Linked DNA regions of Mus musculus: regions 2, 3 and 4 are each linked to region 1. The links are chromatin contacts, called in public Hi-C and promoter capture Hi-C maps. All regions are on one chromosome and are shown on one strand. The core of a region is the stretch at or near the end of the contact, and the rest is flanking DNA. Distances in the headings are between cores, read along the strand shown. Region 1 holds the start of Ttll6 (tubulin tyrosine ligase-like family, member 6). Region 2 holds the start of Scrn2 (secernin 2). Region 3 holds the start of Pnpo (pyridoxine 5'-phosphate oxidase). Region 4 overlaps Copz2 (coatomer protein complex, subunit zeta 2).

Region 1 (3,156 bases), core at 477-2,976:
TTTAGAGACTATTAGAAATGGAAGCAACTTATATGACCAGCAATAAGGCAAGGGTTGGTTCTATGGAATGTTTCCTAGCCATTAAAAACCAGGAACCAGCTGGCCATTGATGTGGCTCAGTAGGTAAGTGTGTTTCACAACAAGCCTGACTACCTACCTGAGGTTGATCCCAGAACCCACATAATAGGGGAACCAACCCCCACAGGTTTGTTGTCCGCTAACACACACACACACACACACACACACACACAGACAGAGAGAACAAAAATATACCTAGGGACATGCAAACGCGCCTTTATGATATATTATGTGGGCAGAAAGAAGGTGCCAAGATGGTTAAAATGATGTCAGAATAATTACAATTAGAATTTAAGAATTCACAGCCAAGGCAAAGATGCTTTGGTAGAGTAGGTGAGCCACAGGTGATGTCTGCCCTCCCAGCTTTAAGGCCTCCTTTATTTAACATGATTTCAGCAATAAACTGAAAGATAAAGATATTCATTTTTAAAAGCTTTGATCCAAAGGATGTGTATGAGCAGGGCAGGCAAGTAGATGGCAAAAGGCCTGTGGACACTAAAGGAGAGAGAGAGGCTGGCATGTGGGCACTAAAGGAGAGAGGCCTGTGGGCACTAAAGGAGAGAGAGGCTGGAGTGTGGGCATTAAAGGCGTGGAGGTTGGTGGGGAGGAGAAGGGAGGAGGTGGGAGCCTTGTGAAATGGGCCTTATGGCCATATGAGCCTTGGTGTGAGGGCTGTGATCTGAACGGGGCCAGGAAAATCTGGGTTAGGCAGAGGCAGAGGCAGAGGCTGAGGCAGAGGCAGAGGCAGAGGCAGAGGCAGAGGCAGAGGCAGAGAGGCAGAGGCAGATGGGGCAGAGGCAGAGGCAGAGAGGCAGAGAGGCAGAGGCAGAGGCAGAGGCAGAGGCAGAGAGGCAGAGGCAGAGAGGAAGAGGCAGAGGCAGAGAGGCAGAGGCAGAGGCAGAGACTGTACTCCTAAAGAACTGTGAAGGCAGAACGCTGTGTGTGTGTGTGTGTGTGTGTGTGTGTGTGTGTGTGTGGTGTGACAGAGAGAGAGAGAGAGAGAAAGAGAGAGAGAGAGAGAGAGAGAGAGAGAATGAGAGAGAGAGAGAGAGAGAGATCTCAGCAGTTAAGAGTACTAGTTTTCCAGAAGCTCTTAGTTCCATTCTCAGTATTGTTGGGAACGGACATCTGTTGATTCACAGCCGCCTGTGCATCTTATTCGTGCCTGCATCTTGCCTTGTGGGAAGTCGAATGCAGCACTGTAAGGGTTAACAGAACTCAGCCCACCTCCACTGCCCCCTCGGGACTCAGTCCCTCAGATAGAAAGGCTTGAAGCTGAGTTCTGAGGCTGTCTCCAGGCGCACTCTGACTTTAATAATAAGATTGTTTACCAGGTGGTACAGCGCATAGCAGCAGCTCGGCCTCTTTCAGAAAACCCCAGATGGCCAAAACCAAAGCTAGGGTTGGCTAGGTGAGTCCCCAAGGTCAGAGTCTTTGCCAAAGGTGGAACTAGCTCTCTCCCTGAGCGTGCACCAAGCGCGCATTTGGAGCGGGGAGCATTTTTTATAAACTACAACCAGTTGTTTGGGAACGGACATGAGCAAGGGAGGAGCGCCCCCTTCAGGTGGACCCACACAACTGCTGATCGCTCTGCCTTCTCTCCAGGGAGGACTGATGTTTCCCCAGAGCCTCCTCCAGGGCTAGGAAGATGCTACAGTGCCTGACTTCGGAAAGTGAGGAAGGGGCTGAAGAGAGGGAGGAGAGTTCCACAGAAGATCTGGAGGAGCTAAAAGAATTTGTCACCCTGGCTTTTGTGAGAGAGAACACACAAAAGAGGCTCCAGAACGCACAGCAGCATGGTAAGAAAAAGAGGAAGAAAAAAAGGTTAGTATTGAAAAACGAGGAGTTTCGGGGCGTGTGTGTGTGTGTGTGTGTGTGTGTGTGTGTGTGTGTGTGTGGTGTCGGTGTTGATAAGAGCAGGAAGGGCCCAAGGGAAGAAGGTCTTGGCTGATGAGAGGAAAAGGGGACACAGGGCTTGTCTCCTCTGGCTCACACCAATTTCAGTGTTCTGTTTTATGGCATCCCATAATAGTGTGCATAACCTCGAATCACACCTTGTACTTTTCCTTCTATTTGTGTTTGCAATGCCTTTTAAAGACTGGGTGGAGAGGGAGCTCCTTGCTGAAGGAGCAAGGAAAAAATTTCCCTTCCTAAGCGCAAGCTCCCGTGTGTCCTGGGAATTTCACATACTTGCAGTGTAACAGGACCACAGTGACTTGCCAGCCCCGGCGGCTGGCAGCTGCAGCTTGCGCATTCCGTTTCTGGGTTAATACTCTGCTTTGCCTTGTAAGAGAGTATTGTCTATCTTCTAAATGGCTTCCCTTAGTGGAAAGGGGGAGACAATATTTTAGTAAAAAATATGTGCCTTTTAAAATTTCTCAAACAAGCAAACAAACCCCAAAATAAATAAATAAAATAAAATTTCTGTCCCCAATGGGCTGATGGTGTAAAAGTACAGGGACCACTGGGAGTGTAGCCTAGTGTCTAGTGCCTCACTTTCAGGCAGGAGGCCCTGGGTTCAAGTCCCATCACTGACAAAATTAAAAAGGGGGTTGAGGCAATGGTGTTAACACAAAATCGCAAGCAAAGGCAATTGTAACACATGGAGTAACGGAACTGTGAGGTGCATGGCTTGGTGTGGCCACTGGGACACATGTGTCTGGCCCCAGCCCTGTGTTCTGGCCTGGGTATCTGTCTGTGTCTTGCTGTCTGCCCTTTTCTCTTTTCCAGATGATTGGTGATCAATCTATCTAACTGCCGGTATGACAGCGGTAAGTATCTCTGTTCAAGGGGTCTGTGATGGAGACTGAAGGGTGGGGAAGGGGCCAGTCCTGGGCATGCCCGAGGGTGATAAACAGGGTCTCAGAATGCTTGGAAGTCTCCTGAAAATCACAGGGGCATTGTGCACAGCCCATAGTCTTGCGTATTTACGTACATGTTTGTTGACAGGGCTTCACTGTGTAGCTCAGGCTAGCTCAAGACTCAACTATGTCAAATGCTGCCCACCCCCAGACCCCCACCTGCCTCTGTACTAGTTTATCTCACTGATTAAGCCTGGTTATGGTTAAGGATTAGTTT
Region 2 (3,156 bases), core at 461-2,960, 900 kb after region 1:
TGCATGCCCCTCTGAGCCCAAATCTCTCCTTTCCGATCTCCTCCTCACTGTGCGTAGAAGGTAGAAGCAGCACAGCTTGGCAATTAGAAATCCCTAAATCCCCTTCTCAACGTTATCTTTCTCAGCACCTAGTGGGCAGAACTGAACTTGGGTTTCTGGAGACAGGCGGGTTTTGTGTACGTCTCCTTGTGACATGGGAGTACACGGGGGTCAGGGAGATGGCTCAGGCCTGCCACATGAGCACGAAGGCCTGGGTTCCATGTCCAACACGGGAACTATAATGCCAGCCCTGTGGAGGTGGAGACAGGAGGCTCTCTGAGCTCGCAGGCCGGCCGGCCAGCCACCAAAGCAGAATCAACAAGATTCGGCCTTCATCCGAGGCCCTGACTCAGAGAAGAAGATGGAGCACAACCGAGGAAGACACCCAGTGCTGACCTCTAGTCTGCACAAAGGCACACCTACATGGTGGTGTGCACTTGCACACATGTATGTATACACACAGATAGTCTCTCAAAGTTGTAAAATATGTACAACAATGACAACAAAACGAGGTGCACAGCTCAAAAGATATGGCATCTAAGGTTGAAAATAAAAAAGGGGAGGCTGGAGAGATGGCTCAACGTTAAGAGCACCAACTGTTCTCCCAGAGGTCCTGAGTTCAAATCCCAGCAACCATATGGTGGCTCACAACCATCTGTAATGAGATCCGATGTCCTCTTCTGCTGTGTCTGAAGACAGCTACAGTGTACTCATATACAATAAATAAATCTTTAATAAAAAAAATAAAAAAGGGACCAGAAGGATGGTTCAGAAGTTCAGAGTGACGATTGATCTTGCAGAAGACCTGAGTTTGGTTCCCACCACCCATGCCAGGCAGCTCACAACCATCTGTGATTTCAGCTTCAAGGGATAGATCACCCTCTTCTGGCTTCTGTGGGCACATGCCTTCCCCTACATGTAATCCCCACACACATATTTACAAAATTTAGAAAAAAAACTTATTTTATGCGTTTTGATGTTTTGCCTGTATGTGTGCCTGCCTGAGCATCACATGTGTGTCTGGAGTCCATGGAGACCAGAGAGAGCATCAGGTTCACTGAAACGAATTACAAACAGCTGTGAGCTGATACTCGAACCCATGTTCTCCTCAACGGCAGCTTTGAAGCACCCAGTTATCTCTCTAGCCTATAAAAATACAAATTTTAAAAATTAGTAAAATAAGTGCCAGGCGGTGGTGGTGCACGCCTTTAATCCCAGCACTTGGGAGGCAGAGGCAGGCGGATCTCTGTGAGTTTGAGGTTAAGCTATTCTACAGAGCAAGTTTCATGACAACCAGAGCTACACAAAGAAACCCTGTCTCTAAAAAACAAAACACAAAAACAGTAATAAAATAAACAATACCGTAATTTATGAAATTCAAGTCAGGAAGCAGGTAGTGAAAGTTTTCCCTTAATCTCTAGAACTCCCAGCAGTGTTGGCTACTTTATGCATTCTTTCTTTTCACTAGGGCTTCTTTTCTCCTTCAGCTCCACCTCCTGTTAATGACTCTTATCTGATAAGGCTGTAGAGAAAGCCCGGGACTCTTAAGCAGGATTTGAAAGGTCTCTCAGCTCTAAGAAGTGGTGCTAGCTAGCGCGCACCCTCGTGGAAGACGGTGACATTGCAGGTGTCCTGTGCCGGTGCCGGCCCCGCCCCCGGGGACAAAGGCCTTCCAGGTCACCTACCAGAGAACCTGGGTCCAGGGGAACAGATCTGACCTGAAGAGGAGGAAGTGGCGCCCGGAACCGAGCCTGGGGGTCTTGGATGCAGAGAGGGTGAGAGACCGAGGCACTGAGGACTTGGAAAGGGGTGGACGGAAGAGGCGCGTGAATGTGGGCATGCGCAGGAGCGTGGGATTCTTGGAGCCAGCTTTAGTGCCTAGAAACTACCCTGTAAGTCAGCCTGGAAGGGCTAGGACTCCAAAACAGACGCTCTTAACTTGCAGAGTTTGCTCTGTCGCCTGACTCCAAGCCAAGTGCATTGTTAGTGCACACCACGCTTTGACAACAGTGCTGTTGTCCCAGAGCGTCAGGCTTCTCAGAGTGCACACGTGGGGAGGAGAGTGCCCTGCACCCCACCGGTGGCCAAGACTGTGGAGAGGTTTGAGGGACATGAACATCTCCACTTCTTCGCAGATGGCGTCGTCGAGCCCCGATGCCCCTTGTTCCTGCGACTGTTTTGTCTCTGTGCCCCCGGCCTCAGCCATCCCAGCTGTAATCTTTGCAAAGAACTCAGACCGGCCCCGAGATGAGGTGCAGGAGGTGGTGTTTATACCAGCAGGCACTCACGTCCCTGGGAGCCGGCTTCAGGTGGGTTAGGACTTAGAAGGAGCTGGAAGGTTGAGACGTTATTCCCAGACCTTCGTTTTCTTGCTCCTGGGACGGGAGCAGATGGAGTGGAACGAGTACGGAGTTCCAGTCCACCAACCTGGACCCTTGAGTGGAGTTAGCTTCTGCTAACTCGGTTTACTTATGTGTGACCTGAGAATAAGACCTTTCTCAGGGCCATTTAAAGTGGCTGACAAAGGGTCCGGGCAGTGTAAGTTCTGGGTCTTTTTTTTTTTTTCACTGAATTCTTCCTCTCTCTTCTTTACCTCCAGTGTACCTATATCGAGGTGGAACAGGTGGGGAAGACACACGCTGTGATTCTGAGCCGCCCCTCTTGGCTGTGGGGAGCTGAGATGGGGGCCAACGAGCTTGGTGTCTGCATTGGAAACGAAGCAGTGTGGACCAAAGAGCCTGTGGGGCAGGGGGAAGCCCTGCTGGGTATGGACCTGCTCAGGTAGAGAGCTGCTCTTCAGTGCCCCACTTCCTCCCACCTAGCCTGAGTCTATTGGGCTTGTCTCTGTTGGCCTTGCCCTTGAGGCCTTTCTAAGGCGGCTGCAGTCTTATATCTTCCTAGTCTGATAAAGGACCTCCCTTGGCCTAGAGTGCTTTAATTTTTTTTTCAGTACTTTTTGTTTTGAGACAGGGTTTCTCTGTGTAGCCTTGGCTGTCCAGGAATTTGCTCTGTAGACCAGGATGGCCTTGAATTCACAGAGATCCTCCTGCCTGTGTGCCACCACACATAGTTCAGTACAACTTTTGTTTGTTTGTTTTTTGGTTTTTCAAGACAGGG
Region 3 (3,156 bases), core at 404-2,903, 810 kb after region 1:
CTCCATCTGGACCCACCCACACAGAGGCCCCAGGCTGTGTGTACCTGGTGCAGGTAGCCACACACATAGCATTGGCTTCTCCTATGTCCGGACACTGAACAGCCTCGTCAAACCAGGAAGCAAACTGCTTCATGGGATCCAGAGAGGTCAGATGAGTCTCCTCGAATGCCTAGAAAGAGAGGTTGATGTCAGCGAATGAACAATGTTTACTCTGTGCCTGGCAATGGGCTGAGATGTTTTTCAAATGTAAATGCATTTAGCCATCATAATGATGACCATGAGAGAAAGAAAAAAACACCAACCAAACAAAACACTACTCAGGAAGTAGGTTCTATGTCCATTTACAGATGGTGAAACAGGCATAAAACGGCCCAGTAAGTCCCTGAGTCTCCTAAGGAGGAAGGGATGAACCAGGGCTGGAGTGTGCTGAAGTTCCTGTGGGTCACCTCATTCTTTTTCATGAAGTAGTTCTAAGGTTTCACAAGAGCCTACATCTCAGTCAAGCACTCCTGCAGATGTTCACGGATAAGCACACTTGGCCACTGTAGCTCTGGATCCCAATCCCAGAACTGATCTCTTGGTCCCTGACCTGAGTGGGGAGAAGATCATGATGAGGGAGGTTAAAACGAAGAGCTTCCAGGTTAGCCTTGAACTCACTGTGTAGCCGGACCCTGAACTCTGGATCCACTGTGCCTAGTTCATTTGGTGCCAAAGGTGGAACCCAGAACCCTCATACACACCAGGCAAGACTCCACAACACTCAGCTACAAGCCCAGCTTCCGCTCCTTTATAAATTTATATCACGTTTATGACTGTTTTAAGCATTTTACAAATGCCTAAATATAGACTGGTAAAGACATCTACCACGAAACCTGACAACCTGAGTTCATTCCTGGTGACCTACGACATGGTGGGAAAAAAAAAAAAACAAAAACAAAAACCAAAAAACTCCTGAAAGTTGTCGCCTGTCATACATGTATAAACACATGTACACTCTAAATGTATAAAAATGTAAAAAATGAGAAAACCCCCAAACCCACAGCATCCTTGTGAAGTAGGTATCACCACTTTACAGGTGGATAAACTGAGGCCCAAAGAGCATAAATTGTCCACAGCGAGACAGTCAGAAAAGGGCTGGGTTCCAACACAGGTGGGTTCTGATGTCAAGGGGTCTATGAGTACACGTTAATCCACGGTTCCCCTGAGGCCCTCCCCAGTAGCTGTCTCTGAAACCCTCTTCTCCCATCAGGGTGACCCCTAAATCCCGTTGCCTTGTAAGTGGCCCCTGAAAGCACAAGGCGCTCCTCCAACCCTTTGCTAATTTAGGGACACCCCCTTTCCGTGTCCCGGCGGCAGCGGCAGCACCTCTCGATCCCCGCGGTAACTCTTGCGCATTGGTCCCAGGTCCATGACTGCACCCCGACAGCACAGGTGACGGAGGTAGCCCGTCCACTTCGCAGGTCTCCTGAACGTCACAGTGACGCTCAGCAGCCCGCACGTCATGTAAGCAGTCGGCCACGTGACCCAGCGTCGCCTGGCCCTGGGTTCGGAACCAATTGCTCAGCCTGTGTGTCTAGCCTGGGAAGGAAGAATTTACTAGAGCCCCAGACAAGCTAGTAAGTCCTAAGTTCTCGGAACCAAGGTGCCTAGGATCAACCAATAGCTGTCCAGGACCAGAGCAGGGATCCATACCTGGAGAGCTTATTGGTTTGAGTTACCTGGAGCGAGACCAATTAGAGCGGGAATGAAGGAACCCAGCAGCCAATGGGCAGCGCCTCCAGGGGCGGGAGCAGAGAGACAAGGAAATGCTGTCACCGCCGTTTAAGAAGCACGTGGAGGTTTGTTAAAGGTATAGGGACAGCAGCCAAGGCGAGGGCGGGGCGAAGTCTCGGGGCTGGAGAGGAGAGGTCCGCAGTAAGTGGCCGGCCAGTGGCGGGCTACTGAAGAAGAACGTAGGGCAGGGATCCCCTCCTGGCGCAGCGGAGGTTGGAAGACTGGGCAAGAAAACATGGTTTGGGGGCCGGACTCGGAAGCAAAGGTGTTAGGGACACAGGGAGAGACTGAGGGAGAAGATTGTGGCTTGAGAGTAAGGAGAGACTGAAACTGCCTTGTAAACCGCAGGGCAGGTGCTGAGGGTCGTGGTGGTGGGCTGATACTCTGGGGACTGGGGAAGCACTCTGGGGTCAGGAAGGAGACTCTGAGGCGAGAAGGGAGTCAGCTGAATAGAAAGAAGACAGAAATTGGAATCAGGCTACCCCAGAGCAGAATGGTCTTCCCTTCTAACTTGTAACCCTTTCCTAAGGGTTGGGCTGGGCTCAGGGCATCCTATACCCAATGCAGTGGAGTTACTACTAGCCACTGCTCTAACAGATGGAAGGGCTGTCCCTTTCCTAAACCTCTTTCAACTTGGTTATTTCCTCCTTTTCATATTTCTTCTTGTTGTTGTTGCTGTTTTTATTTCTTTGTTGTTCCTTTCTAGGTAGTGGGAGGCATAGTTTTTGGCAATAGCCAGCCAAGGATACAGGGAACAGGTGCGGCGCCTGCACGCTGACTTCACGTGGTGGATGTCTGGCTGAGAGAGAAGTAGGAAATCCTCACAACGCTTCTTCCAGCTTTGATCTGCCTGGGGCAGCCCGTGGTGGAAGATGACTCTGTAGCCCTGGTGTCTACCAGTATCCGGAGTGGGAGCCCCAAGAGCCATGTAGACAGGCACCCAGCACTGTGCCAGGTAAGAGACCTTCTTGGCCTGCCTTGGTGTCTGCAGTGGGAACTCATTATCCTCTGTCTACAGCTTGAGCCAGCGCAATCTGCTGCACAGAAGCAAGAGGAAGGAAGCTTGCTGAGAAAAGTGGTGCATGCCTGCCGGTTGTCTCAGCACTTAGACTAAGGCCAGCCTTGGCTACATAGTAAACGTGAGGCTAGCCTAGAATTTTTGGTGCATTGTCGTTTTCTCCCATGAGCAGGATGGGGAGAGTCGTCTGGCTCTTGCAGTGGACTGTAGTAGTTAGTCATCAGCATCCCTTATAAGGTCCACTCTCTTTTTCTATTCCCGGGGCTGCTCTTTCTTTGGAGCAAGAGCTTCCTAGGTACTGAGACTTCCAAGACAGGATCATGAGCTGGGTGTGGCGCCACACAGCTGGGACTCCAGCCCTTGGG
Region 4 (3,156 bases), core at 176-2,675, 730 kb after region 1:
CAGTTGGACAGGCTTGGGAGGCAGCCAGCTGGGTTGCAGCCCTCTGGACCTGCCCTAGCCTCCAAAACCTCATCTCATTAAAGAAGAGGCAAGCTGCTGCCATCTAGTGGCCAGGGCTGGAGAGGCGCCCTTGTCGACCTCCAATCACTGACATTCTCAAATATTTCTCCCAACCTCCTACTCTCACTTCAGGTTCTTCAGTCAGCCAAGGAACAGATTAAATGGTCGCTATTGAAATGAAGACCTTGGAATCAAGGCTCCTTCCCCAGAGAACTTTTGCCAGTCCCCGCGTAAGCCCCAAGATCTCAAGACGCAAGAGAGACCACTCTGCCTTCTCAGGCCTCTCTCAGAACTGATCCCTGAGGTCTCCTGCCAGGGATTCTGAGACGCAAAAGCTTGACCCCAGCTCCCTCACCCCTACTCAGCATCCTAACCTGGCCTTGGGGCCATGGGAACCAGCAAAGTTGCCTCCCCTCGGACCTCTGACATCCTCAGTCCTAGGCCTTAATAAACTTACATTTTTCCCCCCCAAAGACCTCCTTTCTTGACTTTGAAGTGTGTGTGTGTGTGTGTGTGTGTGTGTGTGTGTGTGTGGTGTACGTGCGCGTGTACACTACACCTGTGAATGAGGTCAGAGTGGGTCAAGGGAAAGGGTTGTGTTTAACACGAGGGGTGCAACACTGATACCCTGGTGTTGCATGAGTAGTTGAGCGGTTAAACACGACGGTGTGGCATGGTAAGAGTCATAGTAACAGGAATAATATTCTTCCAGGAAAAGGAGAGTGAAGATGGCTTCTCCATTTTGTCTGTGCAGTACCCACAGGGAGGCTCCGCTAGGGATTCCTTGAGTCGTTTTTTCCATTCTAGGCTCCAGAAAGGAAGGGAGTCAGGCTTACTCTGACAAACCCAGGAACTGTTTGGCTATTTTTCTTGGCGCGCCTGGGACCGCGGAATTCTTATCTTGGCATAGATCCTGGGCAGTAGAGCTCTATAATTTGCTGTCTCTATCTGGGGGCGAGAAGGCACCGAGTGGTGGCCACTGCGCGTGTGTGTAGAGCATCCGTGTACCTACGAGGAGGCGAAGGACGGGGGTCGGGGGAGGGACGGACAGGGGTGTCTAGAGAGGCGACAGACGGAAGGAGATTCACGGCGACACATCTCAAGGATGGAGATGAATAAACTTTCTGAGCATCCCGAACCCCCTTCCTACCCTAGTCCCAATCTCTGAACTTTCTCTCGGTTTTTCCTGTGACCCATACGCTTTCGGCGTCTCCACGCCGCGGACTCTTCTTTGGCAGCGTGGGGTGTCATCTTCTTGGATCCCTGGAGGTTTTCAGCGGCTCCCACGCTCCGCCCCGGCCCCGCCTCTCACAGGAGCATCGCGCAGCAGGAAGCTCCGCCCCCTCACCACATCCGTGGTCCTAGAGCGCCACCTGGAGGTACTACGGGCACACCTCAGGGTCCTGGGCCTCGATAACTCCGCCCCTGAGGTGGAACCGACCCTCCTCCCGGTGTTTCTCACTGATCTCTGACACCAGAGCCAGTGCGTTGCCCTGGCAACCATCACGCGTGACTTCCCGCGACTTCTCTCCCAACGCAGAGCTTTTTGGCAGCCGCCGTAATAAAAATAGTGGTGAGCCTTGGATCTTAATAAAAGCCTGTCCCGGTGGTTGTCATTTCCAGGCCGTGAGTGTGGGAGATCAGCCTAGGTTGCGTGAGACACTATCTCAAAACAAAACAAAACAAAACAAAACAAAACAGATATTTATACTGAATTTGACTACGTCTGTAATTAGAGAACTCTACGAAGATACGGGGATGATTATCTACTCATTGTAAACGCTTACTATAGTGTCTTTCTAGAGTCGCTGTGCACACAGCCCAGAGTTGCAAAAAGGCAATCCTGAGAGAGGGGGAAGGTGGCACAATAAAATTGTGCAGTTCAGGGGCCAGTGTGGTGACGGAAAAGACATTCTTTGGATTATTTCTCAAATATTCAGCCACCCGTAGCACTTGGCTCCACCATGGATGGAGCCAAGGCCCGGAGGAGTAAACTGCCTCCTGGCAACCCGGCCTGACCTGACTTGGTCCTGCAATTTCAGTTGTGCGAGGACGGGAATGGGAAGCATCAGGCAGAAGCTAGGAGCTCCAGGAAGGCTGGCTCACACAACTCTCTGAACTACACGATACTGTCCACATTCTATTAAGGGATACACCGAGACCCTGAAAGTTTCGAATATACAAGTATATCGCAGCTTCCGCTCGATAGGGGATAGAAAACTCCTCATTATACTACAATATCTGAATTCCTTACTCGCACTTGGTCCTCACAGGGTGTGGAACACACAAGCCTATAATCTCGTCTCTTGAGAGGTGGAGGCTGGAGAATCAGAAGTTGAAAGTCATTTTCTAACTATTTACTGTGTTTGAGACCAGCCTAGGCTACAGATGGTTAAAGGTAACAAGAAAGTGTTCCTTGACTTGCTATGGCTAAAGGCTACTACCCTGATCCCATAGGGAGGGATTAGCAAAGCAGCGACTGGGGGGTTGCGTTGAGCTGAGCTCCCATAGTGGTGATGACCCCAAGTCTGCAGGTCCAGTCTTCTGGCTATTGCGTCTCCCTGCCCCCCTCGCTTTCTGCATCCAGGTGGAGCCGCCTAGACAGCAGGCCTGGCTGACAGCCCGGAGCCCTGGCCGCTGCACCAGCTTTTCCGAGATGAGAGCCTCATCATCGTGGCCACTGGCCGGAGCCTGAGGGATTTCGGGAAGGGCGTCCGCAGTTCTGAGCCAGGGCTTGCCTTCCCGAGTCTGCCCACCCCTGGCATCCTTCCTTGTCTTGCCCATCGCACCCAGCAGCTTCGAAGAGTGTGCGGGAAAGGATCCTTAGGGCCACTCTTTTCCCTGCAACAGAGTAAGAACCGGATCAGAAATCAAGACCTCAGGAATGTGGGCTCACCCAGCCCGAGGGCACAGGAGGAAATACAAACTCAAGAACTTGTTAACTTATTACAGGGACGTGCCAGACACAACACACACCACACACACACACACACACACACACACACACACACACACACACACACACACACACAGAGGCACGCTCCTCCTGCTTTCCTCCAATTGGCTGGCAAGAAAGGCAGGGCATGTGGGATTGGT

What was found. Promoter capture Hi-C pulls out the DNA fragments that hold promoters and counts their contacts. Hi-C and Micro-C count contacts between places; a contact is called where the count stands out from the background.
Region 2: a contact with region 1 is called in a promoter capture Hi-C map of liver, with 3 times the contacts expected there. The contact joins the promoter of Scrn2 here to the promoter of Ttll6 in region 1. A contact is called at or near these places in 2 of 39 promoter capture datasets (liver and pre-B cells) and 2 of 115 datasets of contacts at active chromatin or transcription factors (embryonic forebrain and pancreatic cancer cells).
Region 3: a promoter capture Hi-C map of embryonic stem cells shows a contact between it and region 1. The contact joins the promoter of Pnpo here to the promoter of Ttll6 in region 1. A contact is called at or near these places in 4 of 39 promoter capture datasets (the 3T3-L1 cell line, embryonic stem cells, hippocampal neurons and 1 more).
Region 4: a Hi-C map of cerebellum shows a contact between it and region 1, with 2.7 times the contacts expected there. The contact joins the enhancer-like site here to the promoter of Ttll6 in region 1. A contact is called at or near these places in 9 of 39 promoter capture datasets (the 3T3-L1 cell line, the C10 cell line, cranial neural crest and 5 more), 1 of 15 datasets of contacts at CTCF or cohesin (stem cell-derived epiblast-like cells), 16 of 484 Hi-C or Micro-C datasets (the HL-1 cell line, cardiomyocytes, cerebellum and 10 more) and 7 of 115 datasets of contacts at active chromatin or transcription factors (the NIH/3T3 cell line, embryonic basal ganglia, extraembryonic endoderm stem cells and 4 more).

Annotation. Positions count from the first base shown.
Region 1 is chr11:96,132,060-96,135,215 of GRCm38.p6, forward strand. It overlaps Ttll6 (tubulin tyrosine ligase-like family, member 6), which reads left to right and starts at 1,727. Exons shown (of 15, transcript NM_172799.4): 1 at 1,727-1,902; 2 at 2,812-2,849. The coding sequence starts at 1,727.
Region 2 is chr11:97,028,242-97,031,397 of GRCm38.p6, forward strand. Scrn2 (secernin 2) reads left to right here and starts at 1,711. Exons shown (of 8, transcript NM_146027.2): 1 at 1,711-1,814; 2 at 2,175-2,348; 3 at 2,639-2,820. The coding sequence starts at 2,175.
Region 3 is chr11:96,942,366-96,945,521 of GRCm38.p6, forward strand. Pnpo (pyridoxine 5'-phosphate oxidase) reads right to left here and starts at 1,654. Exons shown (of 7, transcript NM_134021.2): 1 at 1,366-1,654; 2 at 45-169. The coding sequence starts at 1,503. It overlaps D030028A08Rik (RIKEN cDNA D030028A08 gene), which reads left to right and starts at 1,781. Exons shown (of 6, transcript NR_003293.3): 1 at 1,781-1,849; 2 at 2,480-2,728.
Region 4 is chr11:96,860,671-96,863,826 of GRCm38.p6, forward strand. Copz2 (coatomer protein complex, subunit zeta 2) reads left to right here. Exons shown (of 9, transcript NM_019877.2): 9 at 193-533. The coding sequence ends at 240. Gm11523 (a long non-coding RNA gene) reads right to left here. Exons shown (of 4, transcript XR_880183.2): 4 at 1,772-2,901. Among named protein-coding and RNA genes, the nearest start is that of Mir152, 12 kb to the left of the region's middle. Within about 2 kb of position 1,426, at least 187 of the 459 cell types and tissues checked have an H3K27ac peak or open chromatin away from gene starts, as enhancers often do. A contact at or near this core is called in the HL-1 cell line, the NIH/3T3 cell line, cerebellum and 12 more, where this site is marked.